Regions from separate parts of the Hordeum vulgare genome. Here region 1 is linked to region 2. The links are chromatin contacts, called in public Hi-C maps. All regions are on one chromosome and are shown on one strand. Each heading gives the region's core, a stretch centred on a gene start, on an enhancer-like site or on the middle of the called end of the contact. The rest is flanking DNA. Distances are from core to core; before and after follow the strand shown.

The links. Hi-C and Micro-C count contacts between places; a contact is called where the count stands out from the background.
Region 1: a Hi-C map of leaf shows a contact between it and region 2, with 5 times the contacts expected there. The contact joins the promoter of LOC123408126 here to the promoter of LOC123407536 in region 2. A contact is called at or near these places in 2 of 6 Hi-C or Micro-C datasets (both in leaf) and 1 of 1 datasets of contacts at active chromatin or transcription factors (embryo).

The regions. Positions count from the first base shown.
Region 1 is chr7H:31,601,650-31,608,473 of MorexV3_pseudomolecules_assembly, reverse strand. LOC123408126 (methylcrotonoyl-CoA carboxylase beta chain, mitochondrial) reads right to left here and starts at 1,427. Exons shown (of 10, transcript XM_045101314.1): 1 at 1,034-1,427; 2 at 834-953; 3 at 1-7. The coding sequence starts at 1,210.
Region 2 is chr7H:31,504,833-31,511,328 of MorexV3_pseudomolecules_assembly, reverse strand. It overlaps LOC123407536, which reads right to left and starts at 3,210. Exons shown (of 2, transcript XM_045100702.1): 1 at 2,807-3,210; 2 at 1,489-1,794. The coding sequence starts at 3,122. The coding sequence ends at 1,751. It overlaps TRNAA-AGC (a tRNA gene), which reads left to right and starts at 965; the gene lies at 965-1,037.

The DNA of each region.
Region 1 (6,824 bases), core at 178-2,677, 99 kb before region 2:
CTGCAAGCTTTATTGTGAAAAGTACCATCAGCAGCTCATAGTCCACAACAAGATGGACAAATATGAAAACATTTGCTTCTACTGAGCCATCCTACCAGATATTGGCATTTCTGAATAGTAAGGGAAAGTTGGCTGCAGGATACCGATATGGGTTGGAAAACAATGGTGTTCCCATGAATTGTGTCACGGAATCACATATCTTATTGAGAGTCTGAGACTTGCATCCAGTGTCTTTTCTGGTATACTAGTGCATACGTCAAATCCATGCTACTCAACTAAATTAGGAAGGTATTTAGAAAATCAGGAAGCATACAAAAAACTAGAGCTGCGTGTTTGAGAAAAAAAAATCTAAAAATTAGCGAAACGGGTATGTACTTTTTAAAGCCGCATGATGAAAAATTCGGTCCCATTGTCCTCACATAAAAATGGCAACTAAGAAACTTAACACTTTCGAGGTGCATGGTGAAAAATCCAGTCCCATTTATTCGGAAATCAAAATGGCAGCTAGTAAAGCTTCCGCGGTTGTTTCAGCACAAACCTAAGGAGGTGGAAATCAGGAGGCATGGGCAATAATGCACTATTCCGATTTCAACTTCAAGTGTGGATGTGTTCCCTACTTTATTATCTTGGCAGAAAAAGATTTATGAGCCGTATAATACGGCACTGGTTGATTGACACATAGTGATTGACTGCTGCTAAGTTTGATGAGCTCCTAGTCCAGTTGCGAAACCAGCGATAATAACTAGGATAAGCAGATAAACATACTACTACTCCCTAGTACAGTACAATTTACTTCAGAGAAGGGGACACTGTGACCGAGAACGATGGGTGACCTGAGAGAGCTCGAGGAAGGAGGCCCCGGGGTCGAGCAGGCGGTCGATGCGGTCCCTGGGGAGCAGCTTGCCCCGCCCTTCGTTCCGCTTCACCGCCCCCGCGCCTCCGCCGCCCAGCACCTGCAGCGCCTCCCGTTTCGTCAAGGAGAGGAAGGGGTCGGGTCAAGGAAGGGAGAGAGAGACCGGCGGCGCGCACGAACCTGGGAGACGCGGGACCGCAGGTCGGAGAGGAGGCCGCCGACGGCGGCGGCGTTGCGCGCGTAGGCGTCGGAGCTCCGGTCGAGCGCGTCGGGCAGGACCGAGGCCGAGGAGCGGTAGGCTGCTGCGGCGCGGGCGCTGCCTGGGCGGGGCCGCCGCGCGGCCAGCCGACCGAGCATCTCCGGCGGACGGCGGCGATGGATGGATGGATGGATGGATGGGCCGGTGGGGAGTGGAGCGAGCAGTCTGCGTCAGAGCGCGTGATGCCTCTCTCTCTCTCTCTCTGTGTACTGTACGCTGACGCCTGACGGAGGAACACTCCCGCACGGAAGCTCGAGCGATCTCCAGAGCGTTTTTCCCCACGGGGGGTCTCGTGCTCGTCTGGTCTGATCTCTGATGGCATGCTGCGTTGGCAGGCAGCCGTGGATAAGGACTGCTCAAGTCTTGATTGGCAACCATGATTGGCAGTGAGGGTGAAGGCACTTGTTTTTAATTGGGAGTGTCTGTTTTACATCCGGATGAAATGCAATTAGCTTTCATTCATCCAAAATTTGCATTCAATAAAAGCATGACACTTGTCCCCTTTCCTGTTTCCTGTGTCATGTTTTTAAACGGGTCCACAACTTTTTCAACCCGGATAGAAAAACACCTAAAGTAGGAAATCAAAATGACAACAGGTACTGCATGTCCAGACAGAAAAAAAAAACACCTAAAGCCAGCTGCTTTGAGCACAGATATTAAGTGTAAAAAAACAGTTCAGCTAGGACTACGCACATGCTAAACATTAGCTGGCATTGCCTCTCTACAAAAAAATTCAAAGAAACCCAGATTAGTAAAAGAAAAAATAAAACTAAAAATGAGGAGATGAAATATAGCATATGAGAAGGAAAATAAGAACATACATGAAGAAAGAAATTAGTGAGAAGAGATTTGTCGCAGCTGTTCAAGGGGCTGTAAAACATCTCATATGCATATTTGATCATAAGATTTAAAATGTCTGCACTAGATAAAAAGTTTGCAATCTGGGTTCTTGGTGTGAATGTCTCCATATACTTTAATGTGGAGACACCACAATCATAGCTGAAAAGTTACAGAAAACACAAATAAGAAAAGAAGCTTTCATCTGGCCTATATAAAAATAAATAAAATAATAAAAGCAAAAAAAAATAATACCCATTATCTTGCTTAGGAACTGCCGGGTATAGCACATCAAGCTCTTCGAAATCAATCCTTTTCTATGCATCATAGGAGTCACATACGCATGCCAAAAACTGCTGAAATTATTAATCTGTGTTGGAACTAAAAAATTTGGCAAAACATACCAAAACCAATTTACTGAAGAAACAAAAATAACTAAAGAGCTATCAATTAGTACAACGGTCTAGGTTTTACATGGGAAAACAACTAAAGAATTACAGTGTGAATCCACCAAGACTTACAGTGTAAACACAACTAGAATTACACAGTAAAACCAGTAAGAAAAATACTATGTTAATACACTGAGAATTACAGTGTAAATCCAAATAAAATTACACAGTAAAACCACTAACAAAACTACTATGTGACTTCACCAAGACCTACAGTGTAAACCCAACCAGAATTACACAGTAAAACCAGTAAGAAAAATACTATGTTAATACACTGAGAATTACAGTGTAAATCCAAATAAAATTACACAGTAAAACCACTAACAAAACTACTATGTGACTTCACCAAGACCTACAGTGTAAACCCAACCAGAATTACACAGTAAAACCAGTAAGAAAAATACTATGTTAATACACTGAGAATTACAGTGGAAATCCAAATAAAATTACACAGTAAATCCACGAAGAGTTACGGTGTAAACCCAACTAGAATTACATAGTAAAACCACTATAAAAATTACAGTGTGAATCCACTAAGAATTACACTGTAAACCCAACTAGAATTACACAGTAAAATCACTATCAAAATTACGATGTGGATCCACTAAGAATTACACTGTAAAAATATAATAGAAAAAGCATGAATACAAACAAAAGATAGAAAGAGAGAACTTTGACTTACAAAGCTCAATCTCCACAACAGATAAGTGTTCCAAGCACCCTCAAAAGCATTACAGACAATGGTTGGATTCCTTGTGTTTGGGTTTTGTTATTCAGCATGCACTCCTGCACCAATTCAGATAACTACTTCGTCGGAACCATAAGAGAAGCATCTCAACATTCAGAATTACAGTGTGAATACACGAAGAATTACACCGTAAAAAACCACTAAGACACATTGCAGAAATGCACTAAGAATTACGCTCCCAAAAAATCACTATAAAGTTACACTAAAAACACTAGAAAATTGGGAGGAAACCACTGTAAGTTGCACACTGATGACATTATGATAAAAACTACACTGAAATTACAGTGTAATAAACACTTTAGTTCTCAAGGTGGTGGTTGTGATTATTAGTAGAAGCATGGCAGTGCTAGTGGATCAAGTAGTATAATGGATGGTCATGCTATAACTGCTGAAATGCATTACAATATCACAAAATTATAGTGGAAACCAACTGAGAACTACATTTCATCAGCTACAGTATAAAACACACTTAGGATATCAGTGGAACTAGATTTGCACTGTAAATCATACTGGAATTTCAACTAAAAAGAGGAAAGTTGCAGTGGAACCCCACTGAGAATTACAGTGAAAAATCTCCTAAGAATTACAACTAAAAATCCACTAAGAATTACCCTTCAATATCCAAAAAAATTTACAGTAAAACTACTAAGAATTTATAGTGTAGAATCTACTAAATACAATGTAAATCCACTAAGGATTACAGTGTAAATCCAATGAGGGGAACCCAATGCAGCAATCTCGCATAGTGTAAATCCTAAAAAGATGAGCAGTGCATCTAACAGCAAAAACCACATGAAGCATCCGTGAACATCAATTATACAACACTACAAAACTGCATGCACAATTATTATTCCCTCTGAAAATAAAAAACATACCAATCCAACCTAAGGTTGTTAGAATCAGTTCGCTTGAGCCTTAATACTTGCTACCTTCAGGATTAACACCTACTAGCACTTGATGTAGGCAGGATTTGTTAGGTTGATCTCTTTCCCAATGGGCCCAACGGCCCATTGGACCTTGATTCACGCCCTGATCGGGGGCGTCCAGCCCAAGCAAGGCTGGTGGGCCCCTGTCGCGCGGTGCTATATGTAAAGGAGGTGGGGACCATGGCACGGGTTACGAGGTTCGCCGCCGCCACTGGTTCCCCACTCTCTAACCCTAATCCGATCTAGAGGGATGCACTGAAGCGATGGGAAGTCCACCGCCGCCGCTACCGCATCTCTCTCTCCTTCCCCACCGTCGTCATCACCTCACGACGGTCTCTGGAGGGAGCTCATCGAGTTCATCACAAGGTAATTAATCTATCACATCATCCGAACACATCTAGCCTAAGATCCACGAGATCTATCAATGGTATCAGAGCCACGAGGTTTTTTCATGTGTTGTCGGTTTAAATATGTATAAGAAAGCATTCCCCTCCCCGATATGAACCCAAGAAAGGGCAAGGCACCGAGGATGGCTACAGCCTCATCGGCAAAGTAGCGCCGCCGCAAGGCCGCGCCCGTTCCGCTCGATCCCCACACGCATCGGCAAGCCGAGGTGTGGGGAAGAAGAACACCACCCCTTATAGGGGCAAAGAATCTACCCCTTCGGGGGCAAAGAAAAGGTTGGATTGAATCCGAAAAAGCAAACAAAAAAAAGCGGGGAAAGCAAAGCAAAGGAAAAGCTAACACCCCAACAGGGGCCAAGGGCACCACCACCGCACCCTTGACGGTGGCGCGTTCACCTTGAAGGTGCTCGCGCACGCCGGCAAAGGAACGAAGATGGAGCCACTGTATCATGCCGCTGCGGGACACCCCTGCAAGGAAAGGAAAAGGAAAAGAGGCACCATGGCCAACCCACTCGACGGCGGCGCGCTCACCGCAAGGGAACGCGCAACCGGCGAAAGGGGAGACCACGGCGCCGCAATTTGTTGCTCTGCCGGTCCTCTTTCTCTCTCTGAGAAGTAGATGGGGGAGAAGGGACTGGTCGAGCAAGGAAAAAGGGGGAGGAATGCAGAGGCTGGCGCGCGTGGCGGAGGGGGTTTCGGCCCCATCGCCGGTGGCCCGTCGTCCACGTGCAATGGGAAAGGAAGCTGCAGCAAGGCGCACGCGGCGCGGGACCTTTCGGTTGCCGCTGCCAGCGGCCAGATCCGGCCTCCTCGGCGGGGCGTGGTGGCCGCCGCGCGAGGGTAAGGCTCCGTCACCACGGCCGGCGTATGGGGCAGCAAGCCACCGCTAGGGCCAACAGGGGCCAGGCGCCGGCGCGCTGTGCGGGTCACGGGGCCGCACGGAAAGGGCCGAGGGGCTGTCGAGGCTGCAGCCGCTGGCGCAAGGCCCTGCTACCGCGACGCGCTCGTGGAAAAACCATGGAGAAGAGAGCGGCGGGGTTGGGAGAGAAATGAAAGTGGTTAGGGTTTCGCTGGTGAGGAGAGAGTTTTTATCCCAGCGAAAGACGCGCCCGGCCGTCAGATCTAATCCGACGGTCCAGGGCAAAGACCTAAGCCGGCTGGGCCTGCCATGCTGAAAGGGGAAGGGGGCCGCGCCAGGCTACCAGGCTCACGCCACGCGCCAGGCCGAAGGGAGCCGGCCCAGATTAGGCCACAGGCCGGCCCATGCCGGCTATTTTCCTTTATAAAAGGAATTTTTTTACTTCTGTCTATTTTAGGCAAATTTAAAATAGTTTTTTTCTAATTTTTTTTTCCCACGGGAATATGATTAGAAAAAAAAATGTTCAAAGTTTCTGACAAGTAATAGACATTTTTCTGTAAAGAAAAATGAAAAGTTATTGAAAAGAAATAAAAGGCCCTCCTAGACATTTTTCTTACGAAATTATGTCTAGATAACAGGAAATAAAAATGTTGCTATTTTTCTGTTTAAATCAACAGAAATATGACAATATTTTTCTGAAAAGAAGGATAAAAGGTTCTGAAAATAAAAGAAAGATTTTCAGAAAAAGAAAAGTTCATAAAGTTCATGAATTTTTAATTATGACAGAATATTTTTCTGTAATAGTAACATGTTTTTTCTGCAAAGAAAAATAAAAGGTTCTGAAAATAAAAGAAATATTTTCAGAAAAAGAAAAGTTCATGGATTTTATAAAAGAAAAATAAAGTTCATGAATTTTTAATTTTAACAGAATATTTTTCTGTAAAGGTGCATGAATTTTATATTCACGTATTTTCGCTGGAAAGTAAAAAGGTTTAGTCCTCCAATTAAATTGGAAGCAACGGGAAAATTTAATTGGAAGAACTGTTATTAGCAAAGTTTTTTCCTTGTGGGTGAAATAAGATTCAAACAGTTTCCGCTATGACAATAGAATGATGATTGTTTTAAAGTTAAATATGGTATTGTCATTTTCTGACCAACGTTGATGATAACAATACTATAATTGTATGAGTCATCCTATGTTTAAAGCTTAAATCTCTGATAAATTTTGTATCAAAGTGATCAATTTTCGGAGCACAGATAAAGAAACGCATATGGTTAATGATGATGATGATTATTTCTTAGCAAAGTTGTTTAATAAGAATACTATCATCACATTGTTTATGAGTTATATGCATTATTTCCATTTCTGCCCAACGGTGATATGGAATTAATGTAGAAGGATGATGTTTTATTCTAATTCTGCCACCACGGTGATTTAGAATATTCCAGAAAGTTTTAAAAGGTTTAATGTGCATGATTTTAATCAGAC
Region 2 (6,496 bases), core at 1,961-4,460:
GGAAAGCATGTACAGCAGCATCACACTTGTAACATGCAACAAAATAACCAACTTGGGTGGAAGACAACTTATGGTGACGAACTTGAGCAGTCATGCAAAGTGCTTCCCAAAAGCCTAATTCGCCCTTGATCAGTGTAGATCACAAAAGCGAGAGATTTCGGGGTCCTGCTCTCTCACTCGCTGGTGCACGCCAGTGTTCGGGGTGGGATATATTGTCTTTGGTCATGGCCGGTAAGTGTAGTGGATGGAACCCACTATATAAAGAGGTCACACCTTCTTCACTTTCAGGACGTGACTAAACTTTAGAACCTCCACTTGCTATTTATACATGGGCTTTTGAGATTTTCTTTAGGAATTTCAGGAAAATAGACAGGGTCAAACCCATTATTCTAAGTACCTAACAAAGAAAACCGCCCGATGTCGTTGATTCATCTCCCCGGGTCATACATCTAGTTTTGGGATGAACTACATCGCAAGTTCATCGTGACTTTGAAGGGGTCCACAACCGACCTGGTGTCGACAACGAAATGATGAACATCCAGGAAATGAGCGACGAACCGTTTTAGAGATCCAGGACTACTTAGTTATATGGGCATTTAGAGGGGGCTTATGGGATCTTTCGATCACTCTCCAACCAACCCCGTCGGGACCTCGTCAACCATGCGGACTTTGAAACTGAATGGGACGAGCATAAAAATGGTGTGGTTTTGATTCTCTGGCACTCGTCCAAACGGAGCCCCTAATAGCAATCAACGACCAAAAATTTGGTTGGACGGGCCGCGGCTACAATCCAAACAGCCCCTTAGCCTCCACCGACCTAGTCAAGGCCTGGGAGCACTCGGTAAATGCCCTCCTCAGGTGGGCATGGAAAGTTATGAACCCGCCCGTCAAGCTCGTCTAAAATAAGCACTCGAGTTCCTCCTTAGTGAGAATGTCTACAGAGAAGACTAACAAGAGCTTGTCAGGGGATGTAGCTCAGATGGTAGAGCGCTCGCTTAGCATGCGAGAGGTATGGGGATCGATACCCCACTTCTCCAAATGTCTTTTTTTTTTGCATATCTGCAATACTGTAAAATTCAAATTATCCATCAAGATATGCAGTTCCTGGAGCGAAAAAAATTACAGACCGGAGCGAAATCATCTTATATATGGTAGGAGTAACACCGTAACAACAAATATCACCATCTCTAGTAAAGCAACGTCTAGTTCTCAACCACACAGAACAAACACTGAAATTAAAGATCCACATGCTAAGAAGGATAAGGCGGGGTCAATGGTCAAAATATGTCAACTGTCCTGGGTGGCTTTTTTGATGGTTTGTTTCTTGCTTTGAACAAGAGAAAAGCTAAACATCATCAGCATCCAACTGAGTTAGAGCAACCAAATGCTTTCCGTTTCTTCAGGAGCTCTGGCTGGTTTTTTGTTTTTTGTTTCCAGTGCTGAGAGCCCGGAAGAAACTCGACAGAACAGAAGAAGAGACGAGAGCAATCAACACAACCAAAGCCCTGTCCGAGCTCAAATGAGAGCTATACATCTCATAATTGTTTGTGTGTGAAGACATCCAGGTAGGAAATATAAGTGCAAGGACAACAACAACTGAGCTTCTACACAAAATTTCATTAGCTGCAGAAAACAGCGACACAAGGAGGCATGGTTCTTTATGTTACGTCGACGGAAATTGTGTTTGCAACTCGGTGCAAAACTACTCTGGACCGATTCTGCGATTTGACAACAAGCATTGGGGAAGAGTTCATGATATTTTTAGGGGAACAGGTTCCTCCTCAGCATCCGGGCCTGCAGATTGAAAAGGCAAATGTTATGTCAACGCCATGGTGCATCGGTAATTTTACAATATATAGAACTGCTCAACGGAAACTACACAGCGAACTGCTTGTTCTCCCGGTTCTTTTGCTGCGAGCGATGCGCATCGATGTGCTGTGATGCCTTGAGGTTGTCTTAATCGGACATTTCAAGAAGGCAAATGCTCGTAACTACGGTACCTCGAAGTGAAGAGCACACATGGCCCTATATGCAAATTATGGCATGCTTTGGGGTCAGCTCAATTTCAACACAGTGAGTCCAGCAATATCCACAGCTGATGCCGAGAATCAATATGCAAATGCCTTTATCCTACCCTTTTCTTTTGCCTATCAGATTAAACAAAGGCATGCGAACTTGGACATGATGTAATGAGATACATGACGAAACCCGAATCGGCCTAAAATTATAAGTTCAAAAGGTTCATTTTGCATAGTACATAACCTATGCATTGCATACAGCGAAGCATCTCTCCTAGCATTTCGAGCTACTACTGTTTCATGATGGAGAATGAAACCTCGATGGACTACGATGTCAAACCAACATGAAATTCCAGCCAAATGTGACAGTTACAGTGAAACAGTGACAGTCCATCATTGGGGAAGAGAACATATTTTCAGGGCGGATGCCTGCCCTGAACTCCTAAAATGAACACATCACCTTCAATAGTCAAACCCTTTTTGATGCCTACCACACAGCACCTCCAAATGTGGAGTGCAATGCCACAATCTTTGTAAATACACTAACCGCTACACGGATAAACGCATAACTAGCATGCTTCAGAATCAGTATGAACAAAGCATTGGCTGATTAACGATCTATACAAGCTAAAGCATGGCTTCAAGCCTTCACTTCAGGTTCAGATTAGGATCAGCCCCATAAATGTTGTGACAAATCTGAAGTTGAAATAGCAAATCTGCAGCTACGGCAGAGAGAATCGGTATAACATCGCGGCAGTATCGCGGGAAAGCAGCAGCGAGGTGCATACCCGAGGGCTTGGGCGCGGGGATGGCGAGGTCCTCCTCGCCGTAGATGTGGCGGAGGCGGGCGGCGGTGATGGGCGGGGAGGGCATGGCGGCGAGCTTGAAGAGCTCCTCCCTCCAGGCCCACATGGTGGAGGACATGGCGGAGTTGGCGGCGCGGAGGGAGGACTTGCGGGCCTCCAGCTCCTCGATCTCGCCCTGCTGCTCCGACGACCGGAACCCCAGCGCCACGAACGAGCCCAGCAGCAGCGCGCTCGTCACCTTCTCCGGGTTCGCCGACAGCTTCGCGCCGATCCCCCGCAGAGCCGCCGCCGCCGCCATCGCTCGATCCCTCGCTCGCTCGCTCTCGCCTGCGCCGCCCAGTAGCCCGACTCCGCCGCAGCACGACTGGTGCGATTGGTTGGACCGGTGGGAGCGACCCTAGGCCCGGCCCTGGGCCGTGGACTAGCAGTCATTCTTAGCCACCGACACGTGTTACTCTTTAAGCGTTTTCTTTAAATTTGGTTTTTTTATTTATCCTCACGTGTTTTTGGATTTTTAGGTGGTTTTTTGGTGTTTAGGTTTTCTATAGGTCTTTCTTAGTTTTTTATGGAAAAAAATAAAAAGAGTTGCGCGAAAAACATTTTTTTTCTTAAAAAACATGATTTTTCTTTCACGAGCCGTGCCTCTTAAAAACGAAAAAATGTATTTTTTTCCTTCCTCGAGAGACATGATTTTGCTTTTGCGAGAGGCATATATAGTCGTGACTCTAGAAAATGGACAAAAACACACTTTTTTATGAGAGGTATTATTTTGCTTTCGCGAGAGTCACGTATTTGCTTTCACGAGAGGTACAGTCGTGCCTCTCTAAAATGGAAAAAAAATGTTTTTTGTTTTTCTTTATTTCGTAAGAGGCATGGATTTGCTTTCACGAGAGATACGGTCGTGTCTCTCGGAAATGGAAAAAATGTGTTTTTTATATTATTATTTTTTCGCAAGAAGTAAGGTTTTGCTTCCATGAGAAGCACGGTTGTGCCACTCGGAAAAAGGAAAAAAAGTGCCATGGCGTTTTTGTCCTGTTTTTTTTTTAAAAGTTCGTCAAAACCTATTAATATGGTATCTCATTTTAAAGATCTTGACGTGAGAAACCCAATCAGTGAAAACGGTTCGAGATTTGGACGCACGGTTTAAGAGATAAAACATTTTGAAAATAACGGATCTAGAAAAAAGGAAAAACTCCTAGACTGCGACAAGCGATAGACATGTCGTGCGTCACTTAGAGCAAGCCTAGCAGACCCCGCATCCGTCCGGCCCGCAAAGCGTGTTTGCAGTTCGCGGAAAAACGTCTTTGCGGGCCGGCGCGCACGGCCGCGGATTGCAGACCCTGCATAACGGACCCGTAAAAAAGCATATTCGTGGAATATGCTTTTTCAGACCCTACGCGGGCTGAAATGTCCCTCCCACCAATCGATGCCGCTTATATGCAGGGCGCCACAACGACGAGGGGGAAACCCGCGAATACGCGGGTTGGGGCCGAGATTTTGCCGCGCCCCGCAAAATATTTACGGGCTGGGGCGGGATACGGGGTCTGATCGGACAGGTTTTTTCGCCCCGACCCGCATTTTGACGGTTATTTCCCGGGTAGGGTTGGGATGCGGGGTCTGATCGGACAGGTTTTTTCGTCCCAACCCGCATTTTGGCGGTTATTTTTCGGGTCGGGGCGGGATGCGGGGTCTGATCGGGCAGGTTTTTTCGTCCCGACCCGCATTTTGGCGGTTATTTTTCGAGTCAGGGCGGAATGCGGGGTCTGCTAGAGTTGCTCTTAGGGCATGTATAATGATGGCATACGGATACAGATTCTCAATGATAAAAAATAGCTTGAGGCATCTATACTAACTTTTTCTCTCCAATGCAAGTTACCATCAGGGTGCCTCATCAAAGAAGAAAAAATAAAGACTCTAATACACATGCATCAATACTTTTTATTCTAATTTTTTCAGCTTTTTACACCGGACCACACATTTTCTCTTGAAGCACCCGCCTTTTGTATAGGAATCCCGCTTCCTTATTTGAACCTACTTTTTCTGCATCCGATCCTACATGGCATACGAAACATCAACCTGATGCTATGCATTGTATATGCCCTTATAAAAAAATGATCTTTAAAAAATACTTCCTCCATCCGGAAGTACTTGTCATAGGAATGAATGTATCTAGATGTATTTTAGTTCTAGATACATCCATTTTCATTCGTTTATGCGACAAGTAATTCCGGACGAAGGAAGTACTTCTTAATTAGTAATTTCATCATATCCTATCTATTCATGAAAGTTTGTATTTGACGTGACATGTGTAAAAAGCCAAATTTGGTGCACCTGTTTTTTCTCGGCACACGATATATATACTAGAAAAAAACTGATCAAAATGGGCCACGATATGTGTCGCTGCGCAACCCAGACGAGTTCACTGTTTCGTACTCCCTCCGTTCGTAAATATAAGTTTTTTTAGAGATTTCACTAGGAGACTACATACGGAACAAAATTAGTAAACTTATCTTTACCTATTAATAAAGTAAATAGTGTTTCTGTCGTCCGTCATAAAATTGCCCTCAAAGTTGGTCTAAATTACCCACCATGCCACCGGTAAGTTAAAAAAACGATTCACTTTACTTTCTTAAGTTGCCATCTACTGTAGGTTATTAAAAGTTGGCCCAAGTACTATTGTAGCACTAACCGAACTAGCGCAGTGGTCTAGGCCTATCCTTGCTGCACCACAGACCCGAGTTTGAATCGTATTGTCGCTTCTTTTTGTTGCTTCTCCTCTTTTTCAGCTTTCTTTCTCTAAATTTTCATTGGCGTGAAATAAAATTGACTCACCGAGGCGTCGTTGATTTGATGTGCTATATTTGCAGTTTCAGCCCAGTTACTTTAAATTGACTCGCCTTCGAATTATTTTTGATCTTTCTTTTGCTTTTGACAGATTCAAATGCTTAAAAAATTGCACCTTTTAAATCATAACGCTAATTTAGACATATTATATGTGAAAACATTCAAGGAATGTATAGATTTAAAATATGCTATAATCCCGCACGTTAATGATTTCTAAATTACATTTATGATGCATCTTTGATTAATATATTTTTATATGATGTATTTAAAAATATCTATTATATCCATCCATTTAAATTGACTAGATAGAATAGTTTGACACTCTCATAAAATCTATTATTGATATGATAAGGAATGTATATGCTAAAGGTTGTAACAAACACATAATCATCCTCTTTATTTCACTCAATGCAAAATAACCAACTCATATACAATGATGTGCACTAAACTACTGATATGAACTTTATGTAAACCAATAGCTCAATGATGATTCTTATATCATTTGAAATTGTGCTGATAATGATTTATTTAAGAATATAAATGCTATATGCGACCTTGAATATTCGTTATGCATGTCCTTATGAGTTGATTATCTTTTATGAAGAAACCTAATATGTGATCTTATGCGCATGATATCATTGAATACTAAATTGTACTTTGCTATTTGTGGCCTATTGCCCTATTTATTGCGCATCATTGAGGAGGAACACCAACAAACTATTGAGCTGATATGGGAACCTAGGTATATGTTTTTGACTAATAAACTATTCGAACACACTTTAATACACTTAAAAATGATTCTATTTTTATGTGTTTGCGTAACACCAC